2 separate regions of the Ovis aries genome follow, and region 2 is linked to region 1. Evidence: chromatin contacts called from public Hi-C data. All regions are on one chromosome and are shown on one strand. The core of a region is the stretch at or near the end of the contact, and the rest is flanking DNA. Distances in the headings are between cores, read along the strand shown.

The links. A called contact is a pair of places that touch in the nucleus more often than the background predicts.
Region 2: a contact with region 1 is called in a Hi-C map of liver, with 4 times the contacts expected there. The contact joins two enhancer-like sites. A contact is called at or near these places in 12 of 16 Hi-C or Micro-C datasets (blood, hypothalamus, liver and 6 more).

What each region holds. Positions count from the first base shown.
Region 1 is chr8:59,572,663-59,577,206 of ARS-UI_Ramb_v3.0, forward strand. It overlaps SGK1 (serum/glucocorticoid regulated kinase 1), which reads right to left. Exons shown (of 14, transcript XM_042253494.2): 14 at 3,356-4,544. The coding sequence ends at 4,382. Among named protein-coding and RNA genes, the nearest start is that of SLC2A12, 83 kb to the left of the region's middle. Within about 2 kb of position 2,674, at least 9 of the 54 cell types and tissues checked have an H3K27ac peak or open chromatin away from gene starts, as enhancers often do. A contact at or near this core is called in hypothalamus and liver, where this site is marked.
Region 2 is chr8:60,145,104-60,149,351 of ARS-UI_Ramb_v3.0, forward strand. No RefSeq gene overlaps it. Among named protein-coding and RNA genes, the nearest start is that of ALDH8A1, 120 kb to the right of the region's middle. Within about 2 kb of position 2,603, at least 15 of the 54 cell types and tissues checked have an H3K27ac peak or open chromatin away from gene starts, as enhancers often do. A contact at or near this core is called in hypothalamus and liver, where this site is marked.

The sequences.
Region 1 (4,544 bases), core at 1,424-3,923:
ATTGTTGCCATTTTGAGGCTCATATAAATAGTCCTACTGTGAATATCATTGCAAACTTTTTATTTATATTGCACTCTTTGGGGTACATATACTATAGAGTGAAGCTACTGGGTCATAAGTTATAAATATATTCATCTTTATTTAGTAGAAAATGCCAAACATTTTTCCAAAATGATTGTACTGATTTATACTCTCACTGCAATGTGTATTTCCAGCTGCATCTCATCTTCGTCAGCAACTTACAAATGTCTATGTTATAATTGCAAATTCTTTTTTTTTTTTGTCACACCACACAGCATATGGAACTTCTCTGACCAGGGATCGAACCCATATCCTCACAGTGAAAGCGTAGAGTCTTAACCACTGGACCACCAGGGACATTCTATAATGGAAAATTCTTTCTTTCTCTCTCCCCACCCCACTTTCTTTTTTTCTCTTGTTACCTTAGCATGACACTTAGAAGGTATCTGAGTAAAAAGTCTAGTGAAATAGTAAGTAAATGACTAACAAGCACAGAAGTGTTGGCTTCTATATCCTTGTCACTTAAGAGGTGACATTACGTAGAATAGTGTGGTTACATGCATAGGCTTTGGGACCAGACTATCAGGATTTGACTTCTAACCTCACCATGTCCTCACAAATTACCTTTCTGTGCTAATTTCTTCACTTTGACATCAGAAGATCAATGAATTTTGTATAAAGTACTTAGAGCAACGCCTGGCATATAGTATGAAATCTATAATGTTAACTGTTTGCGTTGTGTACTTCTTAAGGCTTATATCCTTTTAGACTCCCTAGAAACAGAATCTCTAGGGAGATTCTAGTAACCTAGAGAGTTTAGAAGCCTGCTCTAGGCAGCCAACCCCTAGCAGCCAACCCCACAGAGAACTTCTAAACTTCTGAGGTTCTCTTTAGCCCTCATTCTCCACTGGCCTTATACCATGGGTGGGTGCCCCAAGTAGATGGCAAATTTCCTAAGCATGGTACTTGAGTTATCTTCACGGTAGCAGTGGTTTCAAAATCCCACTTCAATTTGCAGGAATCTTAGCTGAATACATTCCCCCTAAATCCATATTTGAGCGGCTACACAGCTGAAAACCTATGGAGAAGTGAATTGTTCCTTTTATCCACCATCGTGCTCAAATGTAGTTTCAAATGCTGACAAAGGTGTATCCCACACCCCTAGATAAAAGATACTTCTGCACATGTACTGCTTGACATCATAGTGTTTAGTAAATATTTGCCTTTTTTTTTTTTAATATATTGATCCTTTGTTCTTTCTGGACTTCCCTGTTCTGGCCCTGTTCCCTTCCCACCCAGTTGTGTTTGATCTAATCTCCTCCTGTTTGTGTGACAACACTCGGGTCTCATCTGGCTTTATCTGCTCTCCAGCCATGTATATCAGATCTTACATAGCAACTGACTGAAGCCAGAAGCCACATTTCTACCCTCAAAAGATTAAAAAGCTTTGTAATCCATGATGAGCTCCTCTGAGTTATGTCTAATTAGATGGGAGAATGCCAGCTGAAAGACTCATGTTAAGATAAAAATGTTTTAAGTACTTATTTTTCATCGAGGCGCTCTTAACTGTTATTCATCAAGAGAATGAGGGGAAGATACACAGAAAGCCTTTCTGTCAGGCCTAGGATCAATCTTTACTAGGACTTTTTAGATTTTCTTTATCATTATAGTTGACTTTTGAGCTTCCCAGGTGGCGCTAGTAATAAAGAATCCACCTGTCAATGCAGGAGACAGGAGTCACAAGTTTGATTCCTGGATGAGGAAGATCTCCTGGAGGAGGGCAATCCACTCCAGTGTTCTTGCCTGGAGCATCCCCATGGACAGAGGAGCCTGATGGGCTACAGTCCATGGGGTCACAGAGTTGGACATAACTGAAGTGACTTAGCAAGCATGTGGTTGACTTTGGCATTTGCGGTAGGTAAGGGGTTTAAAATGCAGCTAGTGTCTGGACGGAAGAGCCGTAACTCAGATGCAGAGCTTGATCAGGGGCTACCCTTTAGCAAGATAGAAGAGCCATGATAAAAGGGAAAACAACTGTCCCCAGAGAAATCCCTGTGCAAACTGAGAGGTCAAGATAAAGCGTGTGCAGTAGGCCTACAGCCGCAAGACCAACTATTGGAGGATCCCGTGTATGCGAGGAATTTCTGGAAGGCCTAGAAAAGAGAAAAAGTCCAAACAGCTTGTGTACAAGATGATGCTCTCCTGCAGTGCTCTTCTCCCTTCTCCCACAGGAACTGTTCCAGTGGGCTGAATACAGGTGGGCCCAGGCAGTGCCGGGTGCATACCAGCTCCAGAGGCTTCTGATCCAAGTCAGGGATGTGTCCCTTCAGGCTCCTTCTCGGAGCTGACACTGGACTCAGTTCGGCTCTGGTTACTCTCAGGAACCAGGAGTCCTGCCGGCTCAGCATTTTGGGAACAGAACCACTTATCCTCATCCTCTTTAGTGGCATTCTCCTAGACTTGCAGACTATTATCTTGATTTCCATTTCAACAAACTGCTTTATTGACCAAGTCTGCCCTTCCCAGCAAGCTCTGTAAGGGCAGAGATGCGTCAGCTTTGCTCTTGCTTTATCTTCAGTACTTGGAATAGTTGGCCCAGTGAAGGCACTCAAGTATTTGTTAAAGAATTACCTGTTACTTCAGACAAGACAAAGGTCGAGACAAACAGCCAACTTCACAGGGCAGGCAATAAACATAGGGAACATTACTTCATGACTGTCCTTGAGGCAGTTAAATGGACAAGGATTTGTTCGGATGGATTTGTGGATAATGACTGACATCACAGAATGCTGGTAAAGCCCTCAGATAGAAATTGGCTTTAGGGAATTCTCTGGTGGTCCGGTGGTTAGGACTCAAGAGCTTCTACTGCCAGGGGCACAGGTTTAATCCCTAGTTAGGGAACTAAGATTCTGCAAACCGCACAGTGTGGCCTGAAAAAAAAAAAAAAAGACTTTAAGACTGCCCTATTGAAAATCCCATGGACGGAGGAGCCTGGTAGGCTGCAGTCCGTGGGGTCGCTAAGAGTCGGACAAGACTGAGCGACTTCACTTTCACTTTTCACTTTCATGCATTGGAGAAGGAAATGGCAACCCACTCGTGTTCTTGCCTGGAGAATCCCAGGGACAGGGGAGCCTGGTGGGCTGCCATCTATGGGGTCGCACAGAGTTGAACACGACTGAAGTGACTTGACTGATTCTCTTCTGGAGTCAGAGATTGATGCTTCTGGAGGAGCAAGCCACTGTCAATCACAGCAGCATTACCATGGTTTTTGATTTTAAGTGGATCTACTATTGTTCCCTTAACTGAAGTATATAAAATAACGCACATGACACAATTTCTGTAAATATTTTTCAAGGTTTTATTGCAAACCAAAGTTGGTTTATCACACACACAAAAAGGTGTGTGGTAGGGAGGGGAGAAAGAATTGTACATATTATAACCATGTTAATTACAGTACATTAAAATGGTGGTTTACATTACAAATAAGCCTGTAAGTTTAAATATACTAGTGTTATAACCCAATGTACAGACTTTCTTTATACAATACATACAATTATCAGGAATGCAAAAAAAAAAAAAAAACCACAACATAAATAATGCCCATTTTATAGGTGACATTTTAAACAATGAAAACACCAGGCTCTGACTGACAACTGGGGCATTGGTCCATAAAAACCCTTTCTAAAAATAGAAATATTTGTAGCAGCAATGCTTTCTTTAAGCATCTGGATACAAGTCATTGCAAGACCATTTTCAATAAATTTTAGTTATTAACTATATCTTACAAAAAAACAGTCTACACATAAATTTATCTTCCAAATATGGAAGAAACAAACAATGTCCCACATTGTAGTGTCCTGCAAGCGTCACATTGATGCATATAACTGAGTCCTTCTGTGAGCAAGCATACCACACTCACACGGCGGATCACACAGGGAGTCCACAGGGAGAAACAGAGAACGAGAACACTCAGCAACAGGAAAAGCTTTGGAGCTAACACGATCTCATCAGAAAAGGCACATTTCATAAGATTCGTTATCGTGGCCCGGACAGACCTCCAGAAGCTCCTTCTCAGACCAGCGGCCGCCTGCCAATGAGACCACTGCATCTGTCTCGGGCGGCCCTCTGCTGCTCATTTCAGAGATAGCACCACATTGGAAGGAAGAATAAAGAGGAAAATCTCACAAGCTCACTGAGGAGGATGTGCTCTTCGAAAAGCTTCCAGCAAACTGTGCAATAAGACTGCCAAGATGTGCAAGCTTCCAGGGATGTGCAAATTCTCTTTTACGATGTCCTGTCAGCTGGCAGCTCTGCCAAAAGGTTAACTAAAAAAATCCTTTGCAACCAACCCTAAGACCGTTCAGAGGAAAGAGTCCATGGGAGGTGCATAGGAAAAGCCCAGGAAGGCCTCAGCCGCTTCCTTGACGCTGGCTGTGAGGAGGAGGCTGTCCGGGGACCGGCCGATGGAGTTTGGGACCGGCTCTTCGGTGAATTCAGGATCAAAGTGCCGCAGGTCGCTGGGT
Region 2 (4,248 bases), core at 1,353-3,852, 570 kb after region 1:
CTTCATATATCTCTAATTCATCAAGTATAAAGCTCAAGAAATGACACCTGAGGTGGCAGGTGTCCCCGCCACCTAGCATCCCCAGGAATGTCATAAACACCCATCTTGCCCTGAAATCGCTCCTCCCAAATGTTCAAAAGTCCGCTTGTGCTGTGCTGTGCTTAGTCACTCAGTCATGCCTGACTTTTTGCGACCCCGTGGACTGTAGCCCACCAGGCTCTTCTGTCCATGAGATTTTCCAGGCAAGAATACTGGAGTGGGTTGCCATGCCCTCCTCCAGGGGATCTTCCCAACCCAGGGATCGAACTCAGGTCTCCCACATTGCAGGCAGATTCTTTACTATCTCAGCCACCAGAGAAGCTCAAGAATACTGGAGGGGGTAGCCTGTCTCTTCTCCTCAAATGTCTGCTTAGTCTTAGAGAACTCAGTCATGTTCTTAATTTCCCTGAACGTCAGGAAGCAGGCACACATCTGCCCATACCCACAAGATGGGTAGGGTGTAATGAATGAACCAGCCAGTGCAAAGTGTCCCCTGGATTTCAGAGAGGCGGTGAAGCTGCCTTCCTGACAATGACCTTGGTCCTAGTGAGACAGGAGCATCAAAAAAAATTCAAGGCAGATTCTGAAAGCATCATTCTTTAACCTCTACTCAAGACTGTGAAGGATGCACTAACCACACTAAACTCTGCACCTAGAATGTGAGTGCAAGACCAGCCTCTAAATCCTCTCCCATTCTGGGCTTGAACTCTCCCCCAGCCATAGCAGTCATTGTCCCCAAAACTCTCTATGCTCCCTGTTGAGGCAGGGAATCAAGCAACAAGGCAGGTGACTGGTTTTCCAGAGCTGCTAAGCCTGGGCTAACACAACCTCTGTCACCTTAAAAGCCCTCTCTAGTTCACACACTTAGAAAAACACTGCCAAGTGCATACAGATCTCTTGGATCATTTTCAATTACTAAGGGAAGGTAACAATAGTTAAAGAAAACGAAAAAATACCCAGGGCGACTGTGAAATCTTTTCCTTCCCCATTCTTTTGGTAATTTGTTCTGATTGCAACTATTTCAAAAGACAAGATTACACACCAGGGAATCAAAAGGATAAAAAAGAGAAAGCTGTTCCCTGCTGGAGCCCTATCAAAGCTCAACTCATGTTTGGAAGCAAAGGCAAAGTGTTTTTTCATCCCTAATGAAACGTTGTTAACTATGAACACAGAGCCTGAACTGATCTAGTAAGAGGACTTGCTGGGTCACAGGGAGGCTGTAAAGGGGGTCATTGGTAGATTCAGGAGTCACTGCATTCATGTCTCTTTTTTATTGAATATTTACTAAGAACTTCTTCATTAAGACATATAAACAAAATGGAAGAATAAAATTGAAATCCATCATCTTTCTCAGGTAGAAAGCTATTTCACTGATATTTATAAGACAGAGACTAAAACATCTGAGTTTTCAAACCTTGTTTCATTTGCCCTATTTTGCCAATTCTCCTTCACAGTCAGCAACTCCCTTGTCCTACTGGGATGATGTTTTAACAGCAGTATGTAGGTTAAGGGTATGCTATTTTGTTTACAAGAGATAAATTATTGTTACTATTACTGTAGGAAACAGCAGACCAATGACCTTGAGGACTCACCAAGAAAAGTGAGCACTTCTGTGCATTAAAATGATCTGGGTTCCACTTATGGTAAAGAGACAAAACCTTGGAGCTGGGCACTTCCTCTGGGTTTGGGGGGAAGGGATGGACACAGTTATAGCACTTGACCCACCACAATCTTCTGGACTTGCAGTTTAACTTCCACCTAACTGAACACCTGTGAAGCAAACGCAGAGCAAAGCACTGCTTCATAGAGCCCTGTTCCAAGAGTAGGCAAGGAAAGAAGCTCAAACACAATAGCTAGGTGTTCTGTGTCATTCATTTTATTCCATGATCCAGTAAGTCCTAGCAGAGCTTCAAAACCCACGAGTGATATTGAATAGAATACCAAAGAGAATGCAGTTCAGAGCTGACCTGGAAAATAGGTACCTACATCCAGAGCTACGGCCCCTAAAAGGACTAATAATGGGAAAGATTACAATGCCACCATTCTCTCCCCCAGAGAAATTTATGCTTAGGCATTAGACATGAAAAGTAAAGGCTAGAAATGTACACTTTCTAAGAGTCTTTCTAGCTCTGTAAGTCTTTGAGCACAGAAATAAGCTTAAACAGGAGAAATGTTGTCTGGGCCCAGGAAGGCTCCCAATCCACACAGGCGCACCATTGTTTATTAGATTCCTGCCCCATATCTTTTACCGAGTTTAAGCATACAAATGAGATTTAGTTAAAGAAAAACTGGTATGTCTGTTCAACGAGTATGTTTACATAAAGACATTGCTGAGGCTTGATTTTTAAAAATGAAAAAAAAATTTAAAGTAATTGGAGAGACTTCGGACATCATCCAATCCAGGAATTTTTTGTTTTACAAATGAAAGATCCTGGCCAGACTCAGAAGTCTTTTCCTTCCAGGCCTCCTTCTCCTGAGAGGCCGAGCTGGAAGCAGATTCCTGGCCCTAAGGCCAGCACTCTTGGCTCTGTGGTGCTGGACACCCCAGTGACAAATCCCTTTGCCTAATGAGGAAACAGCGTCATCTAGTGGCAATTTATCCTTTTTCTAGGTGAGCTGCACTTCAGCTCTTACACAAGGGGATGAAAAAGTCTCCCTCTTCTATTGCTGCTGTCCTTGATTGCCCAGGACAATATTTCTGGATCTTTTGCCTTCCCTATGTTTTCCGATACCCAAAAATTTCCCAGTGAACTGACATATATACACTGCTGCTGCTGCTGCTGCTGCTGCTGCTGCTAAGTCGCTTCAGTCGTGTCCGACTCTGTGCGATCCCATAGACGGCAGCCCACCAGGCTCCCCCGTCCCTGGGATTCTCCAGGCAAGAACACTGGAGTAGGTTGCCATTTCCTTCTCCAATGCATGAAAGTGAAGTTGCTCAGTCGTGTCCGACTCTTAGTGACCCCATGGACTGCAGCCCACCAGGCTCCTCCATCCATGGGATTTTCCAGGCAAGAGTACTGGAGTGGGGTGCCATTGCCTTCTCCTACTATGTATTACTATAAGATAGATAACTAATGTTCTTTAGTTGCTAAGTCGTGTCCAGCTCTTTGCAACTCCATGGACTGCAGCACGCCAGGCTTCCCTGTCCTTTCCCATCTCCCGGAGCTTGCTCAAACTCATGTCCATTGAGTCAGTGATGCCATCCAACCATCTCATCCTCTGCCAGCCCCTTCTCCTCCTGCCTGTAATCCTTCCAAGTGTCAAGGTCTTTTCTAATGAGTCGGCTCTTCGTGTCAGGTGGCAAAAGTATTGGAGCTTCAGCATCAGCATCAGTCCTTCCAATGAATATTCAGGGTTGATTTCCTTTAGGATTGGCTAGATAGTTAATAAGAACATACTATATAGCACAGGGAACTCTACTCAGTGCTCTGTAGTGACCTTAATGGAAAGGAAATGTAAAAAAGAGTAGATGTATGCATATGTATGACTGATTTACTTTGCTGTACAGCAAGAAACTGACACAGTATTATAAAGCAACCATGCTCCAATAAAGTGCTCACTTTGGCAGCACATATACAATGCTCTAATAAAAATTAATTTTTAAAAAGCTGCACAAACAAGAAAACATTGGAGTTGAGTTTTGAAGGTAGGTAGGCCTTTGGTTTGTGAAGAAAGAGAGGTGGGAATGGGAACAGCAATAACAAGGGCCCAGAGTCAAGAAAGTACATGGTATGATAAAGGATCAGCAAAGAGTCTACAGTATTCGCAAAATAAAAAGTCCAAGAAGACAATGAGAAGTGATGTAGAAAGGCACTTTAGGAATAGAATACAAAGACGCTTAGATGCCATTCTAGAGAATTTGGACTTTATATGCAATAAGATACCATCACAGTATCTGCTATATACAGCAAAGAGATAGTGTTTTGCGAATCTCCAGGAAATAAAGTACTTTATTCATTCCAGCTATTTTGAAGATGTTTTCCTCATAAAAATAGAGAGTTCCTTCACTGAATGGCGGGTGGAATGGAGACCCTGCACATGAACTATTTGCCAGTGCTGGGACAAGAACTCAGATCTGTTGGCTCCTGATCTATTTCTTTGTAATAAAGACAGCTACAAGCATGAAGTATTTATTGAAAGGAAAAAATAATTTTAAATTAGAAATTTTGGGGGTTTTCTTTTTATTTTGTTCCTGTATAAATTCTCTGA